Regions from separate parts of the Callithrix jacchus genome. Here region 2 is linked to region 1. The links are chromatin contacts, called in public Hi-C maps. All regions are on one chromosome and are shown on one strand. Each heading gives the region's core, a stretch centred on a gene start, on an enhancer-like site or on the middle of the called end of the contact. The rest is flanking DNA. Distances are from core to core; before and after follow the strand shown. Region 1 overlaps ARID5B (AT-rich interaction domain 5B). Region 2 holds the start of ARID5B (AT-rich interaction domain 5B).

The links. A called contact is a pair of places that touch in the nucleus more often than the background predicts.
Region 2: a contact with region 1 is called in a Hi-C map of skeletal muscle, with 3 times the contacts expected there. The contact joins the promoter of ARID5B here to the enhancer-like site in region 1. A contact is called at or near these places in 2 of 3 Hi-C or Micro-C datasets (both in skeletal muscle).

What each region holds. Positions count from the first base shown.
Region 1 is chr12:68,397,824-68,402,557 of calJac240_pri, reverse strand. The region is part of intron 4 of ARID5B (AT-rich interaction domain 5B); the gene reads left to right. Among named protein-coding and RNA genes, the nearest start is that of ARID5B, 160 kb to the left of the region's middle. Within about 2 kb of position 2,282, at least 1 of the 16 cell types and tissues checked has an H3K27ac peak or open chromatin away from gene starts, as enhancers often do. A contact at or near this core is called in skeletal muscle, where this site is marked.
Region 2 is chr12:68,555,359-68,560,092 of calJac240_pri, reverse strand. It overlaps ARID5B (AT-rich interaction domain 5B), which reads left to right and starts at 1,894. Exons shown (of 9, transcript XM_035268289.3): 1 at 1,894-1,925; 2 at 2,354-2,608. The coding sequence starts at 1,905.

The sequences.
Region 1 (4,734 bases), core at 1,033-3,532:
CTTTGGTTTCTACGGTCTTGAAGGATGTCAGCAGGAACAGTTCATTCCCTGCTATGTAGTTTGCAAGATCCTGCGGAATGGGGCAAGAAAGTTTTAAGACCATAACATTCAGCAGAGCTTGCACCATGCCTTCTGTTGGTGCCCAGCCCATCCTTGGTTGACAGCCTGTGTTTTCTCCAGCATATTCAGTACCTGAGCCCAGCAGGATAAACCTCTTTCCCATGCCACTTGGCGTTACCACCAAGGTATGCCTCTGGGAATTTTACAAAACTCATACAGTTGATCTGAAAGAACAGCACCTCCAATGTTTCTCTCCACGGAAGGCAGCTCAGAACTCACTGTTGAGTTCGCAAAGCCGAGAAGAACAAGAGCCTGCTGTATAGATGGGCTTTATTTGATCACTGACTTCTTAACAAGAAGGATAGAAGTCAGTCCTGGATTTTCTAAGTGACGCCTTTACCCCATCCCCACAACGGTGCTGCCCAACAGAATCTTTACAAAGAGATGGATCATCCTTCCACCACTGGTGTTCAGTGGTGAACAGATGAATGTCATGGTGTAGTCAGCTCCTAGGGACTGGTCTAATGGCTTGGCTCTTTTCAGAATCTTGGATTATAGTCACACCTTGGCTGCTTCCAGTGGGTCTAGCAAGACCACTTAAGCAAAAAGATCAGTAGGTATGAAGTATGACAAGCTTGTCTGATGGCACTAACAGACAGATGTAAAATACCTGCAGAATGAACAAGCCACATCTGAGATGAGGACAGTCATGAAAAAGGCATGTGTGTCTTTACGTGGTCTTTTCTCATGAAACACGACAGTAGAGAGATTATAAGCTAGTGACCATCTGATCATCTGCTGAACTGGAAGCAGCATTTTAGGGGACAGTGAGCTGTTTGACTTTATGACCAAGACCCATGTGACTGTTTCTTTTCAACAGTGCCTGGAACAGACCATTTCTAACTAAGCACGAACTTCATGCAGCTCCACACAGCAAAGCTCTTAGAGTGGGACCCACTGGGTTTGTTGTGTTCATGATTGGAAAAATAAGTCAAGTGATTTGCCTGTCACCATCAAAATGTTGTACTCCCTCCATGAGAACTGAAGACTAGCTTTGCAAGATCATATTTTCCAAGGGAGAGAGAATTACATGGCTCCCCAAAGGCAGCAAGAGTCGTGTGAAGAGGAAACTACCAACTCTTTGAAGATCCCATGATTGTGTTCAGCCCAAATCCTGCCATTTTTTTTTCTGGAATCATTTTAAAGCAGTGACCTGAGGCCCAGGCCTTTCATAGAGCGATCTATACATGAGAAATCTTCTTGGCATAGCACCCTAATAAAAGGCCTACATTGATAGATGGCAAATGATTTTTTATATCCCATAAGCATTTTTCTGAAGGGCAGAAGGGTATAGCAGGTGGTTTATATTCTAAAAGGAACACAAAAGCAGAACTATGGTGGGCAGTGTGTTCATTTAGATGATAAACAGAGTTTTGATATTTCACAAATAGAATGTTTTCATTATTTTCAATATTTTTCCTCTCATGTGGTCTTTAGGACTGTTCCCAGGGATTATCATTCTTGCTTTACTAAGAAAGAAACTGAGGGTCACCTAGCAAGGTAGCAACCAAACCAAGATGAGAACTCTAGCTTTTATATTGCTCGTTCAGCACATCTTATTGTCCCAGTTGAAGGCTGGATTAGTTATAACTCAATCCCCTGGAAGGACGTGGTTAATATCAAACAGGTGTTGGTTCATGGAAAATGTTAAATGTTGATTATTTCATTAGCACCTCCTCAATCATTTTGGAAACCCCAAAGCCCTTAGGGTACTCAACAGGTGTATAGTGTTCAGGTCAGGAAAAGCAGATCTAGTAATTAACTGTCACGATCAGAAGGTCGGGCTTTCTTAGCCAACCTGAAGACTACTTTCCTTGCCACTACCATCTGCACTGTCATGATTCAATAGATTGAAATACTGAGAATGCTTTGGGTAAAAAAAAAACATATAGAAAGGAACTTGATTTAGTCCTACCCAGAAACAGAATAATACCCTAAAGAGGTCATTTATGTTAACCAGAAAAAAAATGTATCAAGCTGGAACAAGAAAAGAAGCCTCTGTTCTCTTGTTCACTTCTTACTAAGTACCCGGCCTCCCCTGGAGCAGCGTTCGGGCAGCCCACTGAGATTCAGGATGGAGTTCAGCAGGTGGCAGCCTGGCTTCACTTGGAGCCTTTGCTATGAAGCACGGAGTCTGGGTTACTCTGGACCTGGTTCATGCACCCCTCTGTGTCTTCCTTCTGTTTCTGTTTCTACACAGATGAGGAAGAGGGGTAAGCAGCTCTCTAGACACCAAGGAGTTCAAACCTCATTCTCCTTTTAACAGTGGTGCTTCTGACCTAATTATATAGATAGTTGGCCCATTATCACTGCAAATTTAAGACTCCATTCATTTTATACACAAACCTGAGAGATCTACTCTTTTATGTTACAAGCTTGGGGTTTCGAGCGGGGCAGAACTGAATTCTAAACCCCAGAGGTCTGCCTCTTCCAAGCCATACATGACCTCACTGAACTCTAGTTTCCTCAACTATAAAATGTGGCTAAATATCTCCTTTTGACAATTCTTAGGAACATTAAGGTAGAGCATGTGAAGCCCACAGAACCATACCTAGCTCATTGTAGGAACTCAATGGAAAACTGATTTCCCTCCCCTTTGCTCATTATACAATAGAAGGAATGGAGCTCCTTGACACATTGGAAACCCCCTAGATTTGTCTTCTACTTTTCATTTGATAAACCACATTTCTAAGTAGTAGGTTTTGTAATGCCCCGTAATCATTCATATAGGCTTTTTAATTGGGAAGTCTGTTTTGATTACCAATTTAATATTTGTATGAAGAATGTCAGAAAAGTATAATGTTTAAAAAAAGCACAAGCCCTAAAGGAAGGCTGCCTGAGCTTAAATTTCAGACTCCCCACTTACTAACTAGGGCATGATCTTGTGATCTTGTCCATGCTGCTCATCCTGTCTGCCTCTGTTTCCTCGTTTCTAATACGAAAATCGTAAATACCTCATTCAGGTTGTGAGTATGAAATAAAGCAAACACATTGAGAGAGAGCCTGGCTGCCCAGGAAACACTCAGAAAGGGGTGGGAGGCGATGCAGACTGAAACTGGAGTGATGTATGATTTCAAGACGCTACATAAATTATAGATTTCACCAGAACTTTAGATCCAACAGCCTAAAATTTGGCAGTGAAAAATGATGACAACATAAACTTTCACAGGATATTTGCCTTAATATAACATTACAGAGTACAGAATCTACATGGAAAAATCGTTTTAGTCCCCGTTTCCACAGCCCCTTAAAAATTAAAATCTTATCTAGAAGCCCCATTGAATCAGTTTCATAGGAAGTATTATCTTTGCAGGACCAGTTGAAAGATCTTAAACTCTATGTGTTCACTTGAGAGAATAAGCAATAAAGAAAACTCTTGCAGAGAATGTACTTTCCTTTACTAAATAAGCATAGTCTTTTGTGTTCTTAATGCTCAGGAAGGATGATCTGCAGGGAAAGAAAAAGGGTTCGAAATCCTGAAATGGACAGCATTGTAGAATATGTGGGACATTTTTATTCATAACATTTCCCCAGCGTTTGCCCTCTTCTCTCCTGATGTCAGTTATGGAGATGTAAAGAATATTGGAATGTACACATTCCCCATGGGCACATTTGAACTCAGAGTCTGACCCTTTGTACTTCCCCCTTTTACAATTAAAATAGCTCAGCAACTTAGCGTTATATTTAACAACCATCAAAGGCCTCTTGTAGAACATGGCAGTGGAGAGGGAACATTAGGTTAGCCGCTCAGTATGCCAAGTTCCCTATCTGCCTACCGTGTGGAAGGAAGAACATCTGGAGCCTTTACCGCCTTTTATTTTTTAATTATGGAGCTTTATGCTCACTCTTCTTGGGTTTTTAGCTGACCTCTACTCTTTCTTTTGTGGCAAGTTAACATCTTACTCTTAGAGCTGACTGATAAAGCAAGAAGCCCTCATTAAACAGTGAGATCTTTTCTTTCGTACTGAGGGTGTACCCTGGCATCACCCATGGGTGGCAAACAGCAGAGGCCTTGCTGGTATTGACTTGTTTTTCTAGGTTGATGGAGAGAATAGCAACAAGAATCGTTTACTACAAAGTAGTAAACGATTTTGATGCAAAGTATAAAATATGGTACTATTTGGTAAGGAGGCAGGGTTTGTTCAGGGACATTAACTGATGCTTCTCCTTAAGAAAATAAAATGTATTAATATAAAGAGACAGAAGAATGTTTCTACCAGATGCAAAGCCTATCTCTCATTTCACATCAAGGTACTTGTCAGAAGTCTAAAAGAAGCTGGCATAGTTTGGCAAACTGTGGCCCTCTGGCTGGCTATTTCTGTCAATAAAGTTTTATTGGAACATAGCCATACCCATTCGTTAACATATTGCTTACGCTTGCTGTCCTACTAGAGTTGACTAGTTGCAACAGAGACTGTATGTATGACCCAGAAGCCTACAATATTTACTATGTGACCCTTTACAGAAATTTGCAGTCCCCTGGCCTCAGACAGTTCATCTTCAGTGATGCCTCTGAAAAGTTATTAAAAGCAGGGATAATTTACTGGATCACCCTTAGCACTCGCTGAAAAGTGTCACTGGCTCTGTCACTAGCTATGTCTTAGTAAGGATCCC
Region 2 (4,734 bases), core at 645-3,144, 160 kb before region 1:
TGTGTATAGAAACGAGATAGATCTTGCCTTTTATTACTTCCCCATGTTCTGAATCAAAAAAATGTGGTTTAGATAATGTTAAGTGCCCTAATTCTTACTGCAGCGGACGCAGACGTTATGAAAAGGCATAAAAATACACACTGAGGGTCTTTCCACCTCAAGTCACTGAATATGAGGCATTTGTGCTCTGCCGGGTGTATTAACTTCAGCCATGTGAATATAATTTTCATTAAAGTAATCCTGTTTCAACTAGATGCTGTGACTAGAGGTGAAACGTTGCGAAAGCGTTAAAAATAGCTTACTAGTAATTTCAACATCCTGTAATTTTATCACAGATCAAGTTTCAACTGTCATACTATACAGACCTTATTCCCCATATAGTACATGTTTACTTTTTTAGCATGCCAGACCCACTTTGGAAAGATTGGTGCCAATATAATAAAAGCTGGAGTGGGGGTGTGCTGGAAGGAGTGGGAGGAGAGCGGGGAAGGGGGTGGGAGAACGTGGGGGAAGCAAGTACACCATTTTAAATCAACACTGCGAAAATGCAATCTAGCCTGGCGGAGGACCGGCAGCTGGGTCGGAGCGAGCGAAGGCTTTGCAGTCTCTGCCTGTTCCTTGTTCTGTCGCTCTTAAGTTTCTCTGTGTTTGCATAATAGCCGTGCATGCAAACCTCGCAATGCTCCAGGGCTCCAGAACAATAAATATACACATTTAAAGCCTTTATTGTCTTACGGTTCATGCCCCCGGTTTTCAACAGCTTAATTTCTGGTTGTATTTAACTAGTTTGCAAATGGATTTTTTCAGTTTCAAACTATTATTGAGGAAGCTCCCCTCCCTTTTTTGGCGGGGGAGGGGGTGGGGGTGGGGTAGGAGTCGGTATATTATTCCTGTAGCGCTGGGTTATATAAACACATTATCATTTGAGAGCGCCCTTGGCGTCCATCAGCATTGTAAACACGTACTAGTGTATATACTTCAAAATTAAAGAATGCACACGCAGAACCGGGAGCCTGAATTCATATTCTGAGCAGACTCGCTGCTCGTATTTATTGATTTATCATGCATCGTTTATTGTTCCAGTCCCTAAATGCAGTCGCTGTCCGTTCAATATTGTTTGCAAAATCCTAAGATGTGTGTGCACTGCTCACTTGTCTTTTTTTTTTTCTGAGTATTTTTTTTTTGCGAAGCGAACAAATGCATTAATATTTATATGTTTATATAATCGATAACCCACTTTTCCCTTCCATGTAAATAGGCATCAAAAGATAATTTAACAGATTAGTTCTCGAAAACATGGCAGTGAGGAAGCGTAATTTAACTATCAAACAAATCTACATGTCTAATAACAGCAAATCTGCTAAGGAGCATTAGAAAGAGGAGCAGCGCCCCGGAATCTCTGCAGGAAATGTTCTTTATATTAGACATATACAAGCAGGTCCTGTCAGATGCACAGCGAAGCTCGCTAGCCCTCCTCTTCTCCAAAAATCTCATCAGACGATATCCCTAGACAGGGGCGGTTAGAGAGAGAGAAATCACATCTTCACACACTTTTTAGGGTGCTTTTTATTTTTACAAATCTTCCTATGTGTTTTTTGCCTTGATCCATCCTCTTCCCGCCGAGATCGTACGGCGCCTTTCTCTCGATTATGAATTTGATCAATCCATATTTGGAAGGAAACCCAGATAGTTTTTTCAGGAGCTGAAAATTGAGTTGTTATAGAAATATTAGGACATATTTTCAATCATTTCGGTGCCCAAAGGGAGGCAAGAGCTCAGTTTTATATTGAGACATTACGCCGGCTGGAGGCAGAGAATGCGTTTCCCTGCCAGGACCTGATGCAATCCATTCAAGCCAACAAGTTTGGAGAGAATGTTGAGTTCAATCAATTCAGAACGTCGAGATGGAGCCCAACTCACTCCAGGTATTTCGCTCTCCTCCGCTCCTCCGATCCCGGCACCCCCCAGCACCCCCCAACCCCCCAGCTCACCCACACCTCTGCACCCACCCACACCCCCCACAAACTTTTCACCAAACTTTTACCCCCTGCATCCTCCCAAATCATTTTTATTGTTTAAAAAAATCCCTGCACTGATCATACATACAAAATGTAATTTTACCGCCTCAGATGGGGAGGTGGGGAGAAGTGGCGGTGGGGGGGGGGGCTGAGTTTTTTTTTTTTTTTTTAAGGGAGGCAGAAAATTTGTGGGTGCTATTATTTTTCCACCCAGCGTTATATCTGTTGGATCGTCTGTATTAAGAGAGTGGATGTCTGTGTGTAAATGTGTCTGGGAATAGATGTTTGTGCTCTGATGGCTACATTATTTATTTGGTGTTTTTTCCCCCCTGCAGTGGGTCGGCTCACCGTGTGGCTTGCACGGACCTTACATTTTCTACAAGGCTTTTCAATTCCACCTTGAAGGCAAACCAAGAATTTTGTCCCTTGGCGACTTTTTCTTTGTAAGATGTACGCCAAAGGATCCGATTTGCATAGCGGAGCTCCAGCTGTTGTGGGAAGAGAGGACCAGCCGGCAACTTTTATCCAGCTCTAAACTTTATTTCCTCCCAGAAGACACTCCCCAGGGCAGAAATAGCGACCATGGCGAGGTGGTAAACCTGTCTGTCCCTCTTTCTTTCTTTATTATTTTTCCCCCTAGTAATGCTTATTACAGGGCAAGCTTGAAAATACTGTATTCACTTCTGCAGGCGAGCAGGATCGACTCCTTTTTTAAAGGGGTAGCGCCACTAGCTGGGGCTCGAGTATTTTACCATTGTCAGAGTTTGGCTGTCAGCTTTACAAAGAGGATCCAACTGCTGATTTTAGTCAAGATCAAATAACTTGTTCGAGAAGGGTTTTGTTCAAGGATTGTGTGTGTGTGTGTGTGTGTGTGTGTTCATTTGCTCTCCTGCTATTGCCTCTTGAACATCACATGCTTTTTATATTTTTTGCCTTTTGAAAATTTACCTTCGTGTCTCGCTCGGTCGTGTCTGGGTGGATTTCTTTCGGTGGGTTTCGATATTGTTCTCTCTTTTTTTTAAAGTAAGTATTTGATATGTTTAAGAGGGCGGAAATTACGAAATGGAGGCAGAATGAGATCAAAAGCTATTGAGTTGGCAAAGACGTGTTGAATAAAGTGATAAATGACAGGTACTGGAATAATACATTCAAATAACTTGCAGATCTGCCCGGGCGGATTTCAAAGCGGTGGTGTAACAGGCACAAACACGTTAAGCATTAACAACTATCTCTAGCCCACTCCCCCTCCCCGCGGACAAGCCATTTGATGTTCTAGTTTGCAATTACTCCACGAAAAGTGGACGTCTTCCTGCGCGATCTTCGGGGGTGTGTGGGACGGGGGCGGGGGAGGGGAGGGCAGAGGGGTGTGTGCTCGCCCACTGGCCCTGCGGGTCCGGCGTTCTCCGTGCCCAGACGGAGCTCCCGGGGAGGGCGGGGAGGGACAGAGCCTCCCCGGCACGTTTCTGGGCGGCCGCGGGGGCGCTCGCCGCGCTCCCGGGAGGACGCCGGAGGTGAGCCCTCTGTCACCGGGCGCCAGGGCGGCCGCCTCCCTTCGGCTCTGTCATTTCATGTGTGACCGCATTTCTGCGGGCTCCCCTCGTCAGCTGACCGACCTCAGCGCCGCGGTACCTATCGGGGGGAACTATTTTGGGGTTTTGGGGCGTCTGTGCCCACGTCTCAGCAGGGAGGGAGGGCGCACGGCCGCCTGGCGAGGCTTTGTGTTGCCAGAGCGAGAGCAGGGCAATCAAACAGACTTTTGAGGGCAGCTAGTGCTGTGCCAGGCTCTCGAGCTTTCGAGGTAGGTGTAAGGATCTAAGGATCTTTTTGTTAAATGAATGGTTTCCCGTTTAACTCATCCCGGGGCTCGGAGCTGCCAGTCCTTCCAGAATTCCGTGGTCTGATGGAGTTGACAGTACTTTTGGCATCGCCTGTTCACTCCCTCTCCCCAGGATAGAATTACCCGTCAGTGGTCTACGCCGGTTAATTACTGGACTTCGTCAAAACGTTCGCCCTCGAATCTGCCTTTTCGGAAATAAGCCCCTCCCACCTCCGCGCTCACCTCCCCCTTCCGCCCTCCCCCGTCAGCTTTGCTTTTTAAATGTTCCTATTTCCCGACGTCCGCCTGCAATTTTAAAAAGGTGTTGTTTGGAAATACTGTGAAAAATCCTGCAACCTACCAACAGGTTGAGCTCTTTCCCCCCTCCCAAGGTCTGGCTCAGCCCCCTCCCCCGACCCAACTTTCCTGCGCAGCTGTCTTCCTCCCCCTCCCCCTCCTGATTTCTTATTATTTGCTTTTCAAATTTATTACTTCAACATGGCCTGTGATCTGGAAAAGGGAAGGATTAAATATCCAGAAGAGAACTGGTGCCTAATAGACATCTGACTAAGTCCAGGAGGAAAGTATTCAGTGTTTTATGGGATATTTTGTGGTCACTTTTTTTGTGTGTGGGGGGCGGGGGCGGGGGCGGTATTGAAATTGGGATATTTTTTAAAGACCCCGAGTTGACCCCACTTGGCCCAGTTTTAATTTCTGTTGGTGTAATTAAATGGTGAATTCTGATTTAAGAATAAAGGCTATATTTGCCAAATGTTGCATCTGCGAGAAGTGTTGACAGTGAATAGATATATTTTTAAATACACGATTTCTTTTTTATTGTTCATTATGGGGAATTGAAAGGGAACCATTGTAATGCTCTGTGCATTTTGTCACTGCTAT